3 separate regions of the Sus scrofa genome follow, and regions 1 and 3 are each linked to region 2. Evidence: chromatin contacts called from public Hi-C and promoter capture Hi-C data. All regions are on one chromosome and are shown on one strand. Each heading gives the region's core, a stretch centred on a gene start, on an enhancer-like site or on the middle of the called end of the contact. The rest is flanking DNA. Distances are from core to core; before and after follow the strand shown. Region 1 holds the start of CUL4A (cullin-4A). Region 2 holds the start of GRTP1 (growth hormone-regulated TBC protein 1). Region 3 holds the start of DCUN1D2 (DCN1-like protein 2).

Evidence for each region. Promoter capture Hi-C pulls out the DNA fragments that hold promoters and counts their contacts. A called contact is a pair of places that touch in the nucleus more often than the background predicts.
Region 1: a contact with region 2 is called in a Hi-C map of liver, with 5 times the contacts expected there. The contact joins the promoter of CUL4A here to the promoter of GRTP1 in region 2. A contact is called at or near these places in 2 of 5 promoter capture datasets (fetal skeletal muscle and liver), 4 of 47 Hi-C or Micro-C datasets (all in liver) and 2 of 2 datasets of contacts at active chromatin or transcription factors (alveolar macrophages and skeletal muscle).
Region 3: a contact with region 2 is called in a promoter capture Hi-C map of fetal skeletal muscle, with 4 times the contacts expected there. The contact joins the promoter of DCUN1D2 here to the promoter of GRTP1 in region 2. A contact is called at or near these places in 1 of 5 promoter capture datasets (fetal skeletal muscle), 3 of 47 Hi-C or Micro-C datasets (embryonic fibroblasts, psoas muscle and skeletal muscle) and 1 of 2 datasets of contacts at active chromatin or transcription factors (skeletal muscle).

The regions. Positions count from the first base shown.
Region 1 is chr11:78,554,567-78,558,343 of Sscrofa11.1, reverse strand. It overlaps CUL4A (cullin-4A), which reads right to left and starts at 1,314. Exons shown (of 20, transcript XM_003131101.4): 1 at 979-1,314; 2 at 291-406. The coding sequence starts at 1,132. PCID2 (PCI domain-containing protein 2) reads left to right here and starts at 1,560. Exons shown (of 15, transcript XM_021065973.1): 1 at 1,560-1,669. The coding sequence starts at 1,634.
Region 2 is chr11:78,636,116-78,640,252 of Sscrofa11.1, reverse strand. It overlaps GRTP1 (growth hormone-regulated TBC protein 1), which reads left to right and starts at 2,751. Exons shown (of 9, transcript XM_021065974.1): 1 at 2,751-2,923; 2 at 3,113-3,129; 3 at 3,132-3,263. The coding sequence starts at 2,877.
Region 3 is chr11:78,706,223-78,710,475 of Sscrofa11.1, reverse strand. DCUN1D2 (DCN1-like protein 2) reads left to right here and starts at 1,750. Exons shown (of 8, transcript XM_021065981.1): 1 at 1,750-2,755. It overlaps TMCO3 (transmembrane and coiled-coil domains 3), which reads right to left and starts at 1,371. Exons shown (of 14, transcript NM_001267851.1): 1 at 1,204-1,371.

The DNA of each region.
Region 1 (3,777 bases), core at 65-2,564, 80 kb after region 2:
AACCCGAAAATCCTCCTTGACCCTGGGGACGTCCTCTCGCAGAACTCCCACTGTTTCTGCCGGAGGCCTGTACTTGGATTTCTAGTATTTCCTTCGCTGAGACAATACTGAGGCCCACGGAATCCGCACCCGTGTCACATTTCGTGGAAGTGCACAACCGTGTGGTTTGGACAGCTGCAAAAAACGGTAAGTGAAAAACAAGATGCTGGCCCCCAGGCCTGGACGTTCTCCCTGAAGAAATTAGGTGAGAATCCTAAGGAGCCCCGCTGTTTGCAAAGGTGGAGTCTTACCTGGTAGAGCTCTTCCAGGTTGTATCTGATGGAGGTACTACTCTGTATGGCTTTCACCGCCTCGTGAAGCTTGTGCCAGGTGTCCTGAGTGTAGTTATCAGGCAACTTCGGTCTGTCTGTAAATCCAGAGACAGTGAGTGGGGAAGGGCATCATGCCAAGAGTCACACACCTTAAAAAAAAACTCTACAAAAAAGGACTCAAAGACACCTAGGTGACGAATACGGGCAGTAGCTCTTCCCCAAAGGAAGCACTGTGTTTACACCTTCCTTGGCTTAGAGACTATGTGACCACAATGTCTCTCTTTTGCTGGGTAAATACTTGCAGTGTTGATACTTAGGACACACACATGTAGTCTTCTAAGTAAGGAGACGTTACAAATAAACAAACATGGAATAGTTAAGCCCCGACCAGATTTAAAGTTGAGTTAAATTACTCAACGTCGGGAGGGAGGTCTGTGTGGGACGAAGACGCTTGCTCCCAGATAACGACAGTGACAGCGGAGAAAGTAATTAAATTAAGCGACATCACCCAGCGCTTCAGGGGCTGCCACTCGTTCTGGCTCGGCCTCGCCAACCACGACACCTGCGCTGCTTGGCCGAACTTAACTCCAGCCGAACCCTCCGTCCCGACGACACAGCCGCGGAGGGAAAGCGACCCCCGCCCGCCCCGCCGCGGCCCCGCACCCACCTCGGAAATTCTTGATCACGAGCTTCTTGGAGCCGCCGCTGCCCCCGGGCTTGGAGGTGACGGCGGCGGCGGCGAGGGACGCGGGCTTGGTGAGGCCGTTGGTGTGCCCGACGAGCGCCGAGAAGCTGCCCTTCCTGGGGGTCTCGTCGGCCATGGCCGCGGCCGCAGCGCCCCGCCCGGGCCTCCGCCCGCGCCCGCCTGTCCGCTCCCCCGGCTGCGCTCCCCGGTCCGGCCCGGCCCGGTCCAACCGCCGGATCCCGACGCCGACCGCGCGCCTCAGGCCTCGGGAGCGCGCCGGACCCCGACCCGACCTGACCCGGCCCGACCCGGCCCCGAGCTCGCGGGCGCCGCAGTCCGCTTCCGCCGCGGTCCGTGTGGAACCTCGCAGCAGGCGAGCGGCCGGCGGGCCTGGGCACCTGGGGCGCGGACGAGGCGGCCTCGCGAGCGGTTCGGGGAGTCGCAGCGCAGCCCCCAGCCCGCCTCAGCCCGGGCGCGCCGCCATGCCGGCCCGGGGCTCGCGTTCCCGCGCACAGGCTGCCTCCGGAACCAAGGTGCGCGGAGGGCGGGGGGCGCGGGGCCGGGACGGACCGCGGCCCGGAAGTGACGCAAGCAGGCGGCGACGGGCGCGCAGCTCCGCCGCACTGCAGGCGCGGCCATGGCGCACATCACCCTCAACCAGTACCTGCAGCAGGTAACGTTCGCCGACCATCGGGCCCCCTGCCGGTTGACCTCCCGCTTCCCTGAGCTGCGGCCCGGAGCGGGCTGGGGCCCGGGCGGGTCCGTTCGCCGGCTGCGCCGGAGCCTTTGGCCGCCAGACGGGAAGCAGGCGCCCTCACCGTGTACCCTGGGGGCTCGGGAGCCCCGGCGGCCGTGCCCTCAATTCAGGGGCGTGTGGGGACGGGGGACAGGCAGTGGTGGATGTAGGAGCCGGGGAAAGCAAGTGGTTCGACTGCAAGGGGGTTCTGTGTTGGCGCTCGGCGTACCTATGTCCTTTGGGATTTGTGTCTCTGAGGAGTTTTGTCTAAACAGGCTCCAAATGCAACGGGAGAGCGCAAATATGTTTTTGTGGATTCGAAGCTTGTAGTCTTTCCCCTGAGCCATGCTATTTCGCAGAACTAGAACCGTGGTAATCAGGACAGGGAAAGGGGGAGAGTGGGTTTTTAGAATATATGGAGACATTGCGGAGACTTGGTGAATAAGGCTGTGTGGTTGGAGAACAAACAGGAAGGAATTAAGAATGATTCCCAGGTTTCCAGCTGGGCAACACGTGAGCAGAACTGATTGGGAAGGAAAAATAAGTGTAGTTTTGGCCGTGTTGAGTTGGAGGCATCTGTTGACAACCAAGCCAAGCTATCTCTTTGGCAGTTGAATATAGTGTAACATGATTGGAACCATTAGTTGTTCAGTTAATTGAGAAAGTTGGTTAAGATAGGAATCATGGGGGAAAAAAAAAACAGATCCATGCTTTTATCTTAACTTAAAGGATATGTTCATTTCCAATCATTTGATTGAGACCTAAGACCTTTTCTTTAAGAACAGGTCTACTTTGGCCTTAGCTTTGCAGAGTTAACATTTTTCACTATCAGTTTTTATTTAAAGTCAAACAAGAACAGAGTTCCCGTCATGGCACAGTGGTTAATGAATCCGAGTAGGAACCATGAGGTTGCGGGTTCCATCCCTGGCCTTGCTCATTGGGTTAAGGATCCAGCATTGCCGTGAGCTGTGGTGTAGGTCGCAGATGCAGCTCGGGTCCCATGTTGCTGTGGCTGTGGTGTAAGCCAGCAGCTGTAGCTCTGATTAGACCCCTAGGCTGGGAACCTCCATGTGCTGCGGGAGCGGACCTAGAAAAGGCAGAAAGACAAAATAAATAAAGTCAAACAAGAACGCAGACATTTGAGATGTACAAAAATTTGTCATTTTTTGACAATTTTTTTTTCTTTTAGGGCCGCACTTGTGGCATATGGAAGTTGCCAGGCCAGGGATTAAATCAGAGCTGCGGCTGCTGGCCTACACCACAGCCACAGCCACAGCCACATTATCTCTGGATCCTGAACCCACTGAGAGGCCAGAGATGGAACCTGCATCCTCAGGGACACTCTTGGGTTCTTAACCCACTGAGCTACAACAAGAACTCCAGATAAATATTATTTTAAAATGTCATTTGGTTTGCTAGTTATAAATCATCTGCCATTACCCAGGCCTCCAGTATAGAAATATATAAAGTCAAAGTCTCCTCGCTCCCCCACCCCCCTGCCCAGCTCTCACCATACTGGCCAGGGGTCAGCTGGTGTGGCATGGGGCCCTGCATTTGTTCCTGTGCTAACATGCCACACAACTAACTTTGCAAAATCGACAAAAAGCATATTGTGGACACTTTTCCACATTGCTCTAAGTAGGTGTACGTGATTCTCACGACACTCAGTACCCTGCTGTGTGACCGTGACGTTTTATTTTGTCACTATCTTTCCCTTTTTATTTTATGTGAAGGTTGAATGAAAGCTCTCTGCATTTTGGATATATGTGGTTTTCAAGCTTTTTTTTTTCTTCTTCTTCATAAGCTGCATAAGTGGATTTTCAAATGTTTGTTAGCATGGCTGAATAAAATTAGAATAATCCACTTTCATTAAAAAGCAAGTAATAAACACTGGCTTGTTCCACTTTTTCACTTTTTGCCTTCAGATCACATCTTAAGATGTAGTGATTGTGCGCTAAGGAGAGTGCTGACTTGTATCTGGATTATTCTCACTCCCCCAGAGTAGGGGAAGTGAAGTGCAGGGTATATGCTGTGTGTTGTCTAGA
Region 2 (4,137 bases), core at 1,502-4,001:
CTGATGATGTCGCCTGGACGGTCTGTTAGCCTGGGCGGGGCGGGTGCCCCGGAGCCGCAGTGTTCTGACAGCGCATCCCACTCCCAAGGGCAGCAGCTCCTACATCGAGAACGGGGAGTTCCCGCAGGGAGAGGGTGGCCGACAGCCACCGCACAGCGGCCTGGGGCGGCCCTCAGTGCAGCCTCCCAGAGGAGCGGGCCCTGGGTGTGGAGTCCTCACACAGCTTGACCGCAGGCTCGGGGACACCAGAGCCAGCTGCCCCAGCGAGGGCCACACTGGCTCTGGGGGTCAGGCACAGTTTGCTCCCTTCCTCCACGTGGGTCTCCCGTCGGGGACCATCGCTGGCTTTGTGGGCGGGGCATCTGGCTGGAGCAGGTGCCCTGGCATCTGGAGGTGGACAGAGGGTCACCGAAGACACAGGGGTCTGGCCGCCTCTGGCTCTTGAGCGGGGAGCTCGGGCAGGGGTTGGGGGCAGGGCGGCAGCTCTGAAACCGCCTTCTGGCTCCTGACCACCTCCCTTGGCTTGGCCTCTGTCTCTGCCTCCACTCTCCCTGGAGGGCGGCCCAACCTTACCTAACGCTCTCCCCCAGTCCATCTGGCCCCCACTACCCTGGGGGCACTGCCATCACGCTCAAGTCCAAGTGCACACGTCCGCGGTCTGTGCTCTGTCAGGGCATCGCAGCCACAGGACCAGGACCGGGACCGGGGGGCTGTGAGGACGTGGCGGGGCAGAGCGGCTGGAATCTGCCTGGAAAGGGCAGGAGTGAGCGGCCATGAGGGAGCAAGAAGCGTCTGCCAGGCCCGCCAGGCTGGTGGCAGTTGCGGCCAACAGGGCTGCAAGCTGGGGCACAAAAGAAGGGGGGCAGCCGTGCTGGACATGCTCTTGGGGATGGGGACAGGGAGGGGAAACGTGGTTCGGGCCCAAAGAAAGATCAGAACGGGACAGAGATCAGGGAGTCATTTGCTTCCATTGGCAGCAGCCCTGTTGAGCGGCCGAGGAGCCGCAAGGAAAGGAGAAGGAAGAACGGGGTGGGGGGGGGCACGTGCCTGTGGCTGTCAGAGCAGCACAGGTGGAGGCAGCGCGCGCCCGGGAGGCCTGAGCCGGTCGAAGGGCGAGTGGACTGTGGACTGGGGTCTGCTGATGGACGCGCCTGGTGGGGAGGCCAAGGAGGTGGCCCAGAGCAGGGTCTCTGAAAAGGACACTGAGTCTCAAAAGCAAAATGCTGTGACCTGAGCTGAAGGCTGGGAGGTTTTCCCAGAGCAACAGGGGGCATCTGGGGTCGTGCTCAGCAGACCACCAATTCCGTAGAGTCTCCCGCGGAAACGGACAGACACAGGGCCGGACGTGCCCAAACGACCTCCAGGCTCCTTGCTCAGTCCTGAGATGGAACGTTCCTGAAAAACCCATGTCAGGAGCAGGCTGTTCACGACAGCCCAGGTGGCCTTGCGGCGGACACTGGCAGAACCGTCTCCACCACACCTGCCATAGGTGTGTGTTGCAAGAGAGCACGTCTGGAGTTCGAGAAAGGCATCTTCCCCAAAGGGCCTGGCCCTGGGGGCTGGGCTTCCTGCACAGGGACGGTGTCCTTCCGCTTTGCCTGGTTTGCTGACTGTCCTGAATCCGTTTTCTAGAAAGGACCCTTGGGAGGTGGAAGGCTGAGGCCACAAAAGCACCTCCTATCTTCAAGAACCTTAACTTCTCAGGCAGTTTGGGCAATTTCTCCACGGCCTCCTAAATATGGCAAGCAGTTGGTGTGTGGTCTTCATGCCACGATATCGAAATGTCCAGACAGGGTGATGATGACCGACCAGGAGAAGCCACCGTTCAAAGCCAGGCCGCCCTGCAGTACCCAAGGAGACGGTGGACACGCCCTCAGAGCAAAAGGCATTTCTGTTCCTTCGGAGGCAGCCAGAGTCGCCTCGTGCTCCCGAACAAAAGTGGGAAGAGGTGGCGGAGGAGGAAGCCCCCGCTTCTGCCTTCTTTGGGGAGCAGCAGACGTCTGGGGTGTTAACCCCAAGTCACTCCAGCTGGCAGCCCTGCAGGGCGCGCCACGGTCTACCTGCGGGCTGGGGCCGCCACATCCAGCAGCACTTTGGCAGCCCCGGCTCCAAGGCCTGGCCCCTGGTTGGAGGCTGGAAGAAGGCACGGGGTGGGGGGGTGGGGGACCGGACCCCTCCCGCCAGAGTCAGATGTCCCCGGGGAGGGGCTGCGGGGATTAGGAATGAAGAGAAGGCTGAAGGAGAGAGAGCAAGGGAAAAAATCTTTTTCTGCCCAATGAATATTAAAACAGCGGTCACGGGTCAGAACTCTGGCCTTTGGACCTGCGCGGTTCTGAGGTTCAAAAGGCTGTCGCAAGAATCCACAGCAAATTCATCGCCAACCTTTGCTCCAGGCCCGGAGGCCCCGGGAGGCCCTTGGGTGGGGCGCAGGGGTGGTCCCCGCCGCACCTGCTCAGCCAGCTTTGCCAGGCTGAGCTCCATTCCCGCCCCCGGGCCCCCCATCCCCCATCCCACCGGCCTCCTCCCTCCTGCCTGCGGACCGGGCGGCCTGCAGGGCTGCGGCCCCTCCCAGGCTCCCGGCTCCAACAGTCCCGGTCGCCGCCCTGCGCAGGGGCGGCAGGAGCAGGTGCAGCCTCCGCTCTCCCCCTCCCCCCCCGCCCCTCCGCTCCCTCGCCAGCCCCGCCCCGCCCCGCCCTCCCCTCCTCTCCCATTCCCACCCCTCCCTCCCCATTCCCCTCCCCTCCCCTCGCCCCAGTCCCGCCTCCCGGCGCCCGCGGCCCGGCGGAAGGACGCGAGCCGCCGGGAGTCCCGGGAGTCCCGGGAGGTGGACTTGGCACCGCGGGCCCGCGCCCCGGCGCCCCTGCCGCCCTCCCCGCATGGAGACCGCGGGGCGCGCGCAGGCGGCGCGGGACCGCGTCCCCAGGTAGGCGCGCGGGCGCGGGTGCGGATCCGGTGCGGTGGTGCCCGCGCCTGCGCGCCCCTGGGCTGCGTGCGCGCCCGCGCTCGGCCCGTCGCCCCCTCCTGCGCCCCCGACGCGGGCCCGCAGCTCCGCACGGCAGGTCCCCGTCCCAAGTGCGCGCGGAGCTTTACTCCGGGCCTCCTTGTGCCGTAGGGTTGATCCGTACGGGTTTGAAGGCCTGAAGACTTTGATTATGCAGCTTATGAAGAGTTTTTCTCCGCCTACCTGGTGATACTCACCAGAAGAGCCATAAAATGGTCCAAACTTCTCAAGGGAGGCGGTGGTGTCCAGAAGAGTATGACGGGTGAGTTCGGAGCCTGAGCGCCCCCCCACTCCCCGGAGCTCAAGTCACAGCCGAGGGTGCCCCCGGGGGTCGGGGTTCCTGGGGGAGGCGGCCGGGAAGCCCTTTGACGCAGGAGTTGCGGGCTCACAGCTGAGGCCGATGCGCCTGTGCAGGAAGCGAGGGCTTCCTATCTTCCCTTCGAGATGGATGGCGACCATGGCCTTCTTTCCAGAAGAAACCTGATTTCCCGCTCCTCAGGATGAGCGTGGCCGCGGCTCTGCGCTTGCACACCTCTGGACTGAGCGCCCCGCCCGCTCCGAGTGAGAGGCGGGTCCTTAGTGGACCCGCACCTCTTCCTCCGCCCACGGTGCCGGCTCCCGGCCTCATGCCTCCTGAAGCCCTCGGGCCCTCTCGTCACACCTCACAGGCCCGCACTTCTGCCTTCTTGCCTGTCTCCTGCTCCTGTCTATGCAGCCTTTCGCTTACTTATTTTATCCTTGGTTCCTGCCTGCCTGCGGGATTGGGAGCGATCGCTGCAGTGTTTGTTGAATGAATGAACGCACGAAGGGGTTGCCCGCACTGTTGCCCATGCTGCCTAGACAGAGGCCAGACTAGGGGCACCTGCCCGGCAGGTGGTGAGGGCAGACGTGTGCCCAGGAGGTCAGGGGGCTCAAGCAGAGGGGCAGAGGGCGGAGGGGGCTTCCGCACATGACGACCCACGAGGGACTGAGCTGTGTGAGGGAGCAGGAGAGTGTTGGGAGGAGGTCTGGCGCGGAGCTGAGGCCCTGCCCGGGCACAGGTGGGCAGACGGCCGGCCCGCGACCAGGCAGAGAGCAGTCAGTTTTTAAGCAAGGGGGCGACAGGTCAGTTTTTGCTTTTAAAGAGGTTGGTGGAT
Region 3 (4,253 bases), core at 501-3,000, 71 kb before region 2:
AAACCCCACAAAAACCAAACATTCCATTGAGTAATCCAATCACTAGGACACTATCTTTTTAACACTGATTATTAAAAGAGAAATTTGGAACCAGTATGATCCTGTGACCCAAAAAACGATAAGAAAAACAAATAGGAAAAGGCTGTAAACCGAGGAGCCTTGCTTGTCGGGCAGTTGCTGGAGGATCAGGCATGGAGCACTGTGGCCGGTGCCGCCAGTGCCCCTGAGAGGAACTCAGACCGAGGGAGCAGGTCGAGGCCTCTGTGCTTTGGGAAAACAGACAGAACAGACCAGAGGTTGTTCTTTAGGAAAAACGCTTACGAGCCCAGATTGCGGCATCTTGCCGCACTCCGGGGAGCGCTAACATCAGAACTGCGACACTGCCTGTGACTAGCAGCCACGCTCTGCGCCAGGTGTGCAGGGCCGCAGGCACCCCTTCTCTAAAACCCCTGCCATCCAGCCTCCGGCTCGGAGCCCTGGGAGAGGCCGTCTCCTGGGCTCGGTCCCCCGCTGACCCTGAATGAAAGAGAGCTCAGGGCTCTGGGGGAGGGCCTCACTGCAGCCGCCTTCACCTGGACGAGCGCACGATCTGACCGCACGTGGACGGTGACCCACGGCCTCACTCGGGGCTCACAGGTGAGATGTGAAAGGAACCTGGGGGCAGCGAGGAGGCCCGGACCCAGAGGGGATCCTGGAGCAGCGGCTCCTCCGCACACGGGACTCGAGCGGCAGGCGCCTGGAGGGTGTATACGGTCCAACGGTGTGGCCGGCAGTGTCCGCAGCGTCATCGGTGACTCAAGAACGGCGAGGCGCTCCCCCCAGCCCCTCCGAGCCCCCCGCCCCCGCTCCCGCCGCAACCCTGGGGCCGCCGCCAGCTGCGCGGGTCTGGAAAAGGGCGCTCCGGTGCAGCACTGCCGCACGCCCGCGGGCGGGAGCAGCAGGCTCGGGCGGGAAGACCCCGGGAGAGGGGAGACCAAGGCCCAGGGAGAGGGGACCCCACGAGAGAGGAGAGACCCTGCAGAGGAGGAGAACACGCCCTCAGTAAGGAGAAACCCCCGAGGAGGGGAGGGGAGACCCCCGGGGAGGGAAAGAGAAAGGCCGGCTCGAGAGACCCCCCCGGAAGAGGCGACCCTGGGAGGGGAGCCCCGAGACCGCACCTCAGGCGGGACCCGGACCCCGCGCCGAACGCCGCGCAGCGCTCACCGTGACGTCCCGGCGGCGGTGAGTCCTGGGCCCGGCACTCCGGCGCGGGGAGCCGAGGGGAGGGCAGGGACGCACCTTCTCCGCATCCCTTCCCAGGCGGTGGGGCCGCCCCCGGGGCGGGGACGGGGACTGGGTGAGGCGCGCAGAGGGCCCGGCCGCCGGCGCACTGGGAGAGCCGTCTGCGCCGACGCGGCCTAGAGGAACAGGCGGCGCCGCCAAGAAGGCGGGGCGGGGTTCCGCGGCCCCGGGGAGGCGCGGTGCACGCCGGGAGTTGGAGGCGGGGCGGTGCCCGGCTCCCGTCGGCCCCCGGGCGGAGCAGGGCACGCCGGGAGTTGGAGTCCCCCGGGCCTGACCTGCAGCTGCCTCCCGAGGCAGGTGTTTCGAGAGCCGAGGACAGGGACGGCGCGGCCGGACCAGGGCGCCTGCGCAGTTGGCCGGGGCCAGCGAGAAGCTGGGGCGCCCAGGGGAGAATGGTAGGCGGCACGTGCCATCGCCTTCCGCGTGGCTCCTCCTGGGCACCCGGGGGTCGGGGAGGGCTGGTGGGGTTGGCCAAGGTCGGGGGTGGGAGCGGGACCTAGGCTGGGGAAGGTCGGGGGCTGGGAGGCGGGAGCCAGGGGCTCTGGAGAGACCTGACCGGGAGGCTGCGGGAGAGTCGGGGTCCGGGTCGGCGCGAAGGCCTCGGGCGCGGTGGGGACGCCGGTGGCGGGAGGCACGCAGGTGGGACCTGGCCGGTGACCCAGGGGCAGCGTTGCTGACTGAGGAGGTGGAGGCACTGAGCGGGCCGGGGGCTCTGGTCAGTGCGTCTTCGGAAGCGTGAGCAGCCAGGTGACCGAGGAGGGAGGGACGTTGGGGGCACACCAGCATCCCGCCGAGGTCAGGCGGCAGGACTGCGCCTTTGAGCCTGGCCAGTAGTCCAGAGTGGCCGGAACGTGGACGTCAGGGTCGAGAACGGGCGCTGTGGAAGGCTTTTGAGAGGGAGCAGTGCGTGCGAAGCGATCACCTTTTGTCGGGAGGACAGGTGGGTCTGAGTGGGTCAGGATCCCATGTAAGGGAGACCAGCCGGGAGGCTGTGGGAATAGCCTGGGCCGCAGGAGGTGAGGACTTGGACGGAGACCATCTGTAGGAATAAGAGGGATGAGAGGCAAGAAGGGCGAGGCCTTGCACAGAGCTGGTCAGAAAGGGAGGAGGAGCAAAGAAAGGCGTGTCGTCCGGGCTTGGAGGTGCGAGCAGATGCCGACGTGCGTGACCAAAGCAGAACCTGTCCAAGGCCGGCCGGTTGTGCAGGAAGAAGATGCGGGAGCAGGGGAGATACAGGAGTCAGCGATGGATCTGGGGTTCACAGAGAAGTGTTAGGAAATGTACAGCGACTTCGAAGTGTCGTGAAAACGAGGCCGTGGATGGGTTTGGGCGACCCTTCAGTGAACCCGGTGCTTGCTGTGTATAAGATGCTGAGCTCCGTGCTGAGCAAGACAGACGTGTGCTTGGCGTTGATGGAGCTGGTGACCTGGCAGGAAGGACAGGCACGGAACACACAACCACTTTTTTGCAGTTGGTAAGTGCCAGGGAGGGACACTGGTTTCAGGGACTCCTGTAGTGCAGAGGACACAACGTCATGTCCGATGCCCAGGTGTGAAGGCTTAGCCGCAGAAACACGGTGGGAGTTGAACTCTCTAGAATGTTTGGGTGGGAGGGCAGCCTGGTGGAAAGGCAGGCTAGGTGCTGCATCCAGGCATCAGGATGGCCTGGCTGAGCCCGGAGAACCAGGGAAAAGGGACCGAGCAGGAGACTGTGGAGGGAACTGGAACCAGCCCTTTGGCTGCGCCTCAAGGGTGGCGCCCTTCGAGGGCCGGGAAGGAAGGGCAGTCTTTGTCCAAATGGGAGTGGAGGCCAGGAGAGGGTTTCAAGCAGGAGGCAGATGCTCCAGGAGGACTGTCGGGAGCGGAGTGGCGGTGTGAGGACAGCGCTTCCGGGTGGGAAGAGAGCCAGGAAGGGGCTGGAGAAGAGCTGGTCAGGGAGCCAGGAGGACCGGAGGAGGTGGTCCCCAGAACGGGGGGCGGGCAGCCCTCCGTCGCCCGCAGACAGCACTCGCCAGCAGTTAAGGGGAAGGGGCTGGGTGGGCAGGAGCCTGACTCGCTGGAGAGGCCAGAAAGCCGAGAGAGTGAAAGGGGACACCTGGGTCTAACTCCATGCACCCGCCGCCTGCTGTACCCGAGGCCGTCAAGGTGGCCAAGTGGCTGCCGTTAACCAAGTGTGGCTGCCTGGCAGCCTCTTGCACGTTGGCCCTGGGAGGAGACTTGGTTGCACCTGGTGTCTCTGGAAGGTCGTTTTAAGGGTAACTTATTTTCTATTTATTTATTTATTTGTATTTATTTTTTTGGTCTTTTTAGGGCCACACCTGTGGCATGTGGAAGTTCTCAGGCTAGGGGTCAAATCAGAGCTGCAGCTGCCAGCCTACGCCACAGCCACAGCAATGCCAGACCTGAGCCACGTCTGTGACTGACACCACAGCTCATAGCAGCCCTGGATCTTTAACCCACTGAGCAGGGCCAGGGACGGAGCCCGCATCCTCATGGATACTGGTCAGATTCATTTCCGCTGAACGCCACTTATTTTCAATTTAGATATGGTCCTTGGCGACTTGGATGACTCAGTCACCTGGCCCCGTGTTCCTCTGGGATTTGTCCTGGAGGTTCCCGGGGTGCCATGCTGACCTCTTCCGAGGTGAGACCCACGCACTGCAGAGATGAGCATTTCAGAGTGCACGTCGGTGCTGCTCGGGACACGCGTGGTGGGGCTGCCGCCGCCCCTGTCTGGCTCCAGGACGTCTCCATCCCTAAGGGAAGCCCCTCCCCGGCGCCCCTCCCCGACCACCTGCGTCCGTCTCTGTGGCCTTGCCCGTGCTGGACGTTGGATGTCCGTGGAGTCTCGGAGTGTGTGACCTGTTACTCAGCGTGTTTCTGAGGCCCACCCGTGTCACAGCGTGTCAGCACGTCACCCCTCGTTGTGCTGGACTTGACTGCAGGTGTACACCGAGTGTCGTCTTAGGAGCC